2 separate regions of the Strix aluco genome follow, and region 2 is linked to region 1. Evidence: chromatin contacts called from public Hi-C data. All regions are on one chromosome and are shown on one strand. Each heading gives the region's core, a stretch centred on a gene start, on an enhancer-like site or on the middle of the called end of the contact. The rest is flanking DNA. Distances are from core to core; before and after follow the strand shown.

Region 1 (4,192 bases), core at 1,053-3,552:
TTTTATAAAGAAGCATTCCTCAAGGGCAGAAGTTCCCCCTCGAATCTGATGCGGTATTAAATCCGCATGGAAGGAAAGCTCTTAAAATATCAGCCTGGGTTTTCTAGCCTTGACCAAAACTCTCCAGAAGGCAAAATGTTACATGATTACTACATTTTTGAAGAATAATATTTTCAAACTTGAGTAGACTGCATTTCTGAAGTTCCCTGATGTGTAATGAAGGAATGCAGATCCTGGGAGTATATGATCTTTGATGTATGCATAAGCACAGAGATGCAGTCAGCTATAAATAGAATGCAGGAGTAATGCAACCATTACTATATTTTGCTATGATTGCACTGCTATTCTGTGACACCGACATGAAATCCAGGTCTATTCTTCATCAGCAGAATTAAAACCAAGTTGGTCTACACACAGAGATCCATAAATAAAATGGTTCATGTTGAAGATGCTCTTACCCTTCTGTGTTTAAGCCTGATCCATCACCCACAAATGGCAACAGAAATCTTCCTACTGACTCAATTAAACGTTGGACTGAACTATTTATGGTACCTCTGATGTCTGGAAAGGTTTATTCTTTCCTTTCAACAGGTAACAGCATCTGTTACTGTTCAATTATTTTGTATACGTATTTTTTAAAGCTTCTGCATAAGGGGTGTAACTGTTTTGTAGATGTCAGTAGGAACACAACCTGGGTAAGAAACTGTAAACTTTCACAAAATACTCCAAACCCAAGTAATCGTTACTTGTCAGAATGCACGCATCTGATGGGGAACGCATTTTACCATGGAAGAATTAAATAAAGACTTTGAACAGGCTGTTCAGATTTGGTACAAGGGGTCTGGGACAACTCTAAATCTTAACATCCTTGATGTCTCAGGTTGAAGTTTGACAAAGATCTGACCTGGCACTATACCAAAACCAAAACCTCTCGTCTCCTCTTCATCTATTTTCTCTTTCCTACCTTCTCCCTCTCTTGTGTCAGTGTTTGTGCAGCAAGTGCACAACAAAATGGTTTGCAGACCTGATCTCACTGAAAAATAACGTAGGGGAACGCCTGGCTGTCAGCTGGGTCAGTTTTCTCAACGCGCTTCACTGTCTGGCACAAACGCAGGCACACGGAGGCACTACCAGCTTAAATGTGTACGGTGCTGTTAACTTTGGAAACCTAAGAACATATAGGGATAAATGACTTCCACAGGATTGCGTTTTAGCCTACTGTCTTCAAAAGTACTGTTCACATGCCAGCTTCAATTTAATATGCACAGAATAGGGAAACTGAATTGCACCTTACCAGATAAGCCTAATAGTTTATATAACCTCATATTCTATTTCAACCAAAAATGGTCAATTCAAATCCAAAATCTCGTAATGGACTACTAAGCAAATGGGCAACCTAAAAATACTTTTTTTTCTAACCAGACTACGCTTCTATTTTTTTTTTTTACTGTGTCCCCTTAAGCATCAGGCTTTATCACCGTTATTAATATTTATGCTAGCTAGCTTGAAGTATTTGTTTAATTTTTTATTAGGTCCCCTTAAACACTTTGGCTTGGTCGTGCGTTTGAGTGATGACTTCCTACACTGAATAAGCATTTTATTAGGAAAAAAAAATCAAATTTTAATTTGCTACACACTTGCTTTATCTTCTCGCAACCTTCCCACCACTGAGTTACAGACATTTTACGTATTTCTTCACATCCGTTATAGCATTTCTGAGAAAGAGCAATGCGATATGAAAATACACACTGTCACTGTAACAGCACGCATATACCGAGGGCAGAGTTTTAACAATTTTTCCTCTGGGCAGCGATTGCCGGATCCCCCCTCTCTCCTGTCCCACACTTGTTCTTCCGGGCTGTTAACTCATTACAAAAAATACCTGTCAGAAAAACTCTTAAAAACGTTTTCCGTTGCATCCCACAGCCGGGGCGGGGGGGGGTGTGTGCTTACAACTAGGCTAAACTGCTGCTGAAGGCAGCGGTGCCATTAGGCAGGGGGTGTGAGGGCGGGCAGAGACCCTCACCCCCCTCCCGCCATTGGTGGCCGCGAGCGCGGGGACCTGCCGGCTGGGGGGAGGGAGACGTTCCCCGGCGGTACCACTGCGTGCCCCCGCGGGTGGCGACATGAGGACATCGCCGCTCGCCTCAGCACCACGCGGCTCCTTAAAGCCGCCCAGCGACGAAGCCCGGAAAAACAGCCCCCCCCCACACACACACCCCGCGAAACCCTCCATCTTCCAGCACCTGCGTATTCTCCCCTGCCGCCTCCTTCCTCCCTCCCCCGTGCGGCAAATGGTACGAGCCGCAGCAGCCCGCACAGGTGTGGCCGGTGGGACAAACCAATAGCGGGCGGAGGGGGGGCGCCGAAGAGTGATGAGAGGGCGGCGAAGCGGGAGGGCGAGACCGGGACGGGGCTGGCAGCGGCCGCATCATCGGGGAGCGACGCGAGCGGAGCGGCCGCCGCGGGAGATTGAAGTGCCGGGGCCGCGACGAGGCGAGGAGGGGGCGTCGCCGCTGCCGCCGTCGCTCGGGGGGAGGAGGAGAGGAGAAGGAGGGGGCCGCCCGCCCCTCCGCCGGTAAGTGCCAGTCAGCGGCTGAGGGGAGGGTGCGGGCCCCGCCGCGCCGTGGCCTCTCCAGGCGGGGAGTCCGGTCCCGCAGTCCCGGCGGCCCGTGTGCCCCCGGCGGGAGGGCCGCCGCGCAGGCAGGGCCCCTCGTGGGGCCCGTTCCTCCGCCGGGCTGCAGGCCGAGGGGCCGTCCCTGCCCCGGTGCGCGGCCCTGGCCTGGGCCGAGTCGCGCAGGCCAGGTTTGCGGGCTGGGAGGAGGCTTCTGGTGAACCGGCGCTGCCTGAAGCGGGAAAGGACAGGCGAGAGGCTGGGTGAGAGCTGGCCTCCTCCCGCCAAGGCTGCGGTTGGATGAGTACAGGCAGCCCCCGCCCGCCGCGCTGCCCCCCCCTCCCCTCTGCCGGCCCAGGTGTTGGCACAGGCAGGCCGTGAACTGAATCACAAAACTAATCTTGGTTTAAAAATAAAAGTTGGGGTGATTTTTTGTTTGTTTGTTTTTTAGCTTGAGTCAGCTTTCTGAGCTGATTCAGTGTACAGGCAGCAGAAGCGCTTGTGTGGGCAATAGAGGTTGGTGCAGAGGAGGAACTAGTGGCTGGAGCTGCTGCTTGTGGTAGAAGTGCTGGCTGAAAGTTTTAATAAAGCTGCTTGCTAATTAGAACATCTGTAATAACTCATGAGTTATAATTTGGCCATTCTTATCTTGATAGAGCATTTAATGTTGAGGTATTTCAGGTGTCTTTTGGTGGATGCATTTCTCCTTCTGTCTTAGAAACTGTGCGTGTACAGGCTAGATACCTTCAGCGAGAACTTCACCTTTTTAGAAACAGATTGCTTCTTGAGTAGCAGTATTTGGAAAAACTAATCTGTGGGTCACCATTGCTTGATCGACTTAAGGAGTCAGTTGCAAAAAGAGCAGGCTTTTAAGCAACTGACCACTATATGACTTAAATTATTTAATTTTCTCAGTGTATTCCCTTCATCAGAACTACATTTACATTCTGTCACATACTAGATGACCTTGTGTGTACAGGTGTTCTTGAGTTGAGCAGATGTGACGAAAGGCATTTGCCCTTCCTCTAACCAGCCTTTAGAATCACAATGACAAAAGGCTCAAATATGAGAGAAGACAAATTTGTAAACATGTTGGAGGATAGTTCTGTCTCTAACAGTGACAAATAGGGTGAGGAAAAATGGAATATTCCTAAGAAACTCTTAACTGGATACTAGTTTGATAGGTCTTAAAAGTGTCTTGCCAAATTGCTTTTATCTACAGAAGAAGCACCTCTAGCATGCAGGACTCTTCTAGTCTGAGTTTCTTAAGTGAATATGGTATCTGAGTCAGTGTCAGCAACTGTTTATGGTTCAGTTTTGTTAGATAACCTTTCCCATCTTCTGGTGAGAAGTTTGAGCTTTCCCTCCAGCTCCTTGCTAATATTTTTACATCATGCTCCTTTTCTTAAACATCCCCACGCTGCTTAACCAGCTCTCTGTCTTAGAGGTTCAGGTCATAGAATGGTTTGGGTTGGAAGGGACCTTAAAGACCATTCTAGTCCCACCCCCCTGCCACAAGCAGGGACACCTTCCACTAGACCAGGTTGCTCAAAGCCCCGTCCAACCTGGCCTTGAACA
Region 2 (4,192 bases), core at 1,031-3,530, 140 kb before region 1:
ACTCAATCTTGGTTCACCCAACACAGCAGCGCTCGCTTCACCACCCCTCATCCTACCCATACCAACATAACGTTGGGTTCATTCAGCCCCATTTCCTCCCCTCCAAATAAATTTATTTATGCTGACTTATTCTTCAGAGCTTTAAGACTGTCCTATTCTCAATCTGGATTTTTCAGATTTCCTATTTATAAAATAAACACTCTAAAAGCAAAAGCCTTTACCTTGAGGAGCTGTTATTTCAAAAAAATGAGGCAATTTACTTCCAAGTCAAGGCACACAAACTAAGATTAGCACCAAACATTTCTCACTCCCATGCCCAAGTTCTTGCTCTTACTACGTTTGTACACACACGAGAGACGACAGCTGGGCATGACATGCTTTAGTAGTCCACCTTTTCCCAAGGGAAAAATATTTTATAGTTTTCAGGAGAAGCAGATTCAAGTCTCCTCAGATGAAAAGTAGGCTGCTTTAAAGTAAGGCCATAAAACAGGAAAGCACATGGTTTTCCTTTTGTAGATCGTGGAAGGGATTCAGGAAGTATTCAGGAAAACACCTTCTTAAGGAAATGATCAGGTCTGCTTAACTACATCCTTCCCTATCTAAGCATAGATAACAGCTGCATCGATCAATCTGCAAACTACCCAACATTTCCACTTAAACTATTTATTAAAAAGACCCAAATAACACCCCCTTGGGAAGCAACAATAACTTCTAGAGCTTTTTCAAACACATTTTCCAGCTCAAGTCAAAGTTCTACTGGACAACAGAAGTGGTCTAGATTGGTTACAAACCATAAGAAACCAATGAACCAAGACTACAGACCATGATGCTTAAAGAACAATAGTGATAATGAAAGGTGAAGACTGTAATTCCATCAAAGCATGGACAGACATAAAAGGACTAACCCACTCTAAAGGCAAGTGGTTTTCCTTGATTTAACTTTTCTTGTTCCCTGTGGTAGGATAATACCTTCTGAAGGAGAAACTGCGCTATTTTCTTCTTCCTACTCTGAGTTGATTCTACAAGTGTAATGGCTTCTGCTAAACAGGCTCTATGACCCTGGATTAATCCATTGTAAAGTCTGTCTACAAGTCTTTGTTCTCTGTCAGAAAGTCCCTCTATTTGCTGGTCAGGGGCCACTTGTTGACACAGCTCTCTCCTCAAACCGTTCGATGACCACATCCACTTTACACGATCGAGGTGCGCTGGCGTAAGAGATTCAACGCGCAGGAAATCTGCTCTGGAAGCAAAGTCGAAGTTTGTGAAGTAAGTTCTTCTAGAGAAATAACAATGAGGGAATCTCAGCAGCAAAGAGGGGATCTTCATCTTGTTTGGGATGAAATAACAGAGGTATCAGTTCACTTCTATTTGCAGACACCCTAAAGAGAAAGAAAAATGTTCTTACTTCCTTCAAAGCACCTGTAAGGACTCAAATGAAACCTACGTATGCAGGTGATCATCAGCTTTTATTTTATCCATACCTACTGTTTTAAACAAAAAAAGACAGCTCCCTCTTCCCGTTAGAAAAACAGAATAAAAGGAAGCTTCAATAGCACAGCATCTCTTTATTATCATACTTAATAAATGAACATATCATTTTTATAAATAATCAAATAAATATAAAGCATTTTCAAATAAGACAACCTCTAAGGGCACACACAGTACCCTAAAAATCCATGAACAAACCTGAAATCGCCATATATTCTACTTTCACGGCTGCAGGCCTTTTTAAAACAATTATTCAGCAGGAGCTTTTTACACGTTATTTCCAGAAGGGAAAAAAAAAAAACAAACCAAAAAAAGCCAAAAACCCCCAAACGGTCTAGACACGAGCACGTTTAGAAATAAAGTCAAGGAGCTGAAACCTCCCAGAGGACGGACACGAAGAGCAGCACCAGGCACAACCCCCACGCTCGGCGGGCCTCCTCCTACCCACCTCAGCGCCGCCAGAAGCCTGAAAGCCCGACCCCGGCAGAGCTGCTCCGAGGGCCCGTCAGGCCACTCTCCCTCACCGCTTTCTGACGCCTTTGGCGGGAGGGGAGAGGCTCGCCCCGGCCGCCACGACGCGCTCCCGGCGGGACAGGGCGGCTCCCCCCACCGCCGCCGCCGCGGGTCGAGGAGGCTGCCGAGTCGCCCCGTCCCCCGTTACCGGGCCGCCGGACGGCCCCAGCCCCGCACCCGCTCCATCATCTCCTCAGCCCGGGGGCGACGTTGGGGGTACGGGGTATCGCCTCGCGCGACCCCCCCGCCCCGCCACCTACCGGCGGAAGTAACGTCATAACGCCGCGCCGGAACCCGCCCGGCCACGGGGCGAAGGGCCCGCCCCGCCAGAAGTCGGCGCCCGCGTAGCCCCGCCCGCGGCGGCGCTCCGGCGGCGGGAGACGGGGCCCTCGGCAGCGGCGGCCCGGGGGCTGGGAGAGGGGAGGGGCGGCGGCAGCCCGAGAGCCTCCCGCGCCTTGATGCCGGCAGGAACATCTCCTTCACCCTCCGTGCCTCCCGTGATCCGGCTCTGGGCGGAATCGGGGTCACCCCCAGACCAAAGGGGCACTGCGTGAGGGCGGCGTGGGGCTGGGGTCGTACCAAGGCAGAATTTCCGCAGCTGCCCGCCGTGAGCTGCGCCCCAAGCTGCAGAGGGAGACCGGGCCCATCATCCACCACTCCGCAGGTCCTTGTGCATCAAACCCCATTGAAACCTCAGCCTAGGCTCAGGAAGCGACTCAACCCTCATCTAAAATCCTAAGGATATCATAACTAGCAAACTCAGTCAGTGCAAAAACAAACTTTCTATAAAGGAATGTTAAAGATTAATTGCACTAGAGGTACAAAACAACAGTGGCAACCAAATCTCTTTTCAAGTTCTCTCTTTGGAGATACACTCAAGACCCAGTTCCAGTTACTCCACCTTGATGTAATAAGTTTCTTTGCCTTCTCCTTGTTAAGAAAAGATGTTACAAATCCTCATTTCACTCCTGGCCTGAAGTCTTAAAAATGCATTGACAATTTACTAATCCCTGATTTCATTTCAGATATCAGGAAGGCAGAAGAAATGTTTAAATCCCCCAAACATGTTTATTAAATCATATTTCTTTTCAGTCTTCCTTTTGCCAAGTTAAACCTGATCTTTAAAATTTCCTCTCAGGCAAGGGTGGCTGTGGGTTTGTTGTTATTATTTAGTCATCTTAGCATCCCTTTCTTGCACCTCTTCTTGTTAAAGTACATGCATTTATTTCCAACAAACAGAAACGCACACAGGCCCCTGGCTGAGCAGTTACTAGTACCTTAGAATGATACCAGCACTTTTCTAGAATGTGTTAGACTTGTTCACAATCCTATCAGATTGGCAGTGCAACTGATGGACTGTATAAAATAACAAAAGTTTTGTTCTTAACTGCTGAATGCACGATTTAATCTCATTCCTATTATTCCAGTCCACAAGATTATCATACACAGAGAACTGAACAATCCATTCTTCAGAGTTCAGAAAACATGCAATTTTGTGTCCATATCAGCATGTGATGAAACCACAGCAGAAAGGGACAAGAATTCCCATTTCAAAATAGCCTCGTGTAGTCTTTTTGTTTAAGCGTGTCTTTATTCAGAGCTATCATGTATCGCTATCTCTTCCTTAAACAAGTTTTCTAAGGCTCTCTTTCAAGTGCTGTGCTTAAACCAAGGTAGCACATCCCCGTTATTAAAATAATAACAGTGGCAACAACAACAAAGCCATTCTGCTATGGTTTCATCACAGATCACTGATCCTGCTTCTTTTTCCCCACTTTGTGTGCTTTCATCTTGAATACTTCTGTCATTGACCTTGTTGCAAGAGCTAGATGAATGGGTACACAAAATTGCATGTTTTGTCAATGCTGAAGAGGAGAGTGGATTGTTCAGTTCTCTATGATAATCTTGTGGACCGGAATAATAGGAATGAGATTAAATTGTGCATTCAGCAGTTAAGAACAAAACTTCTGCTATTTTATACAGTTCATCAGTTGCACTGCCAATCTGATATGACCATGAACAAGCATTATGTGTTTTAGAACAGTCTTCCATTTTCAAGACCTTGCACACTGGTGAGGTGTGGAAGTCCAAATTGTTCAAGTCATCTCTTCTTTTTCCCCCTTTCCCCTCAACTCTATTTTCAACAAGTTTGCTTTTCTCCAGAGACTATAGTCGCTGAACGTCAGATATG

The links. A called contact is a pair of places that touch in the nucleus more often than the background predicts.
Region 2: a contact with region 1 is called in a Hi-C map of heart, with 7 times the contacts expected there. The contact joins the promoter of MMAA here to the promoter of OTUD4 in region 1. A contact is called at or near these places in 2 of 2 Hi-C or Micro-C datasets (brain and heart).

Annotation. Positions count from the first base shown.
Region 1 is chr4:80,139,811-80,144,002 of bStrAlu1.hap1, reverse strand. OTUD4 (OTU deubiquitinase 4) reads left to right here and starts at 2,302. Exons shown (of 22, transcript XM_074823742.1): 1 at 2,302-2,578.
Region 2 is chr4:80,276,228-80,280,419 of bStrAlu1.hap1, reverse strand. It overlaps MMAA (metabolism of cobalamin associated A), which reads right to left and starts at 2,280. Exons shown (of 7, transcript XM_074823757.1): 1 at 2,262-2,280; 2 at 906-1,379. The coding sequence starts at 1,326.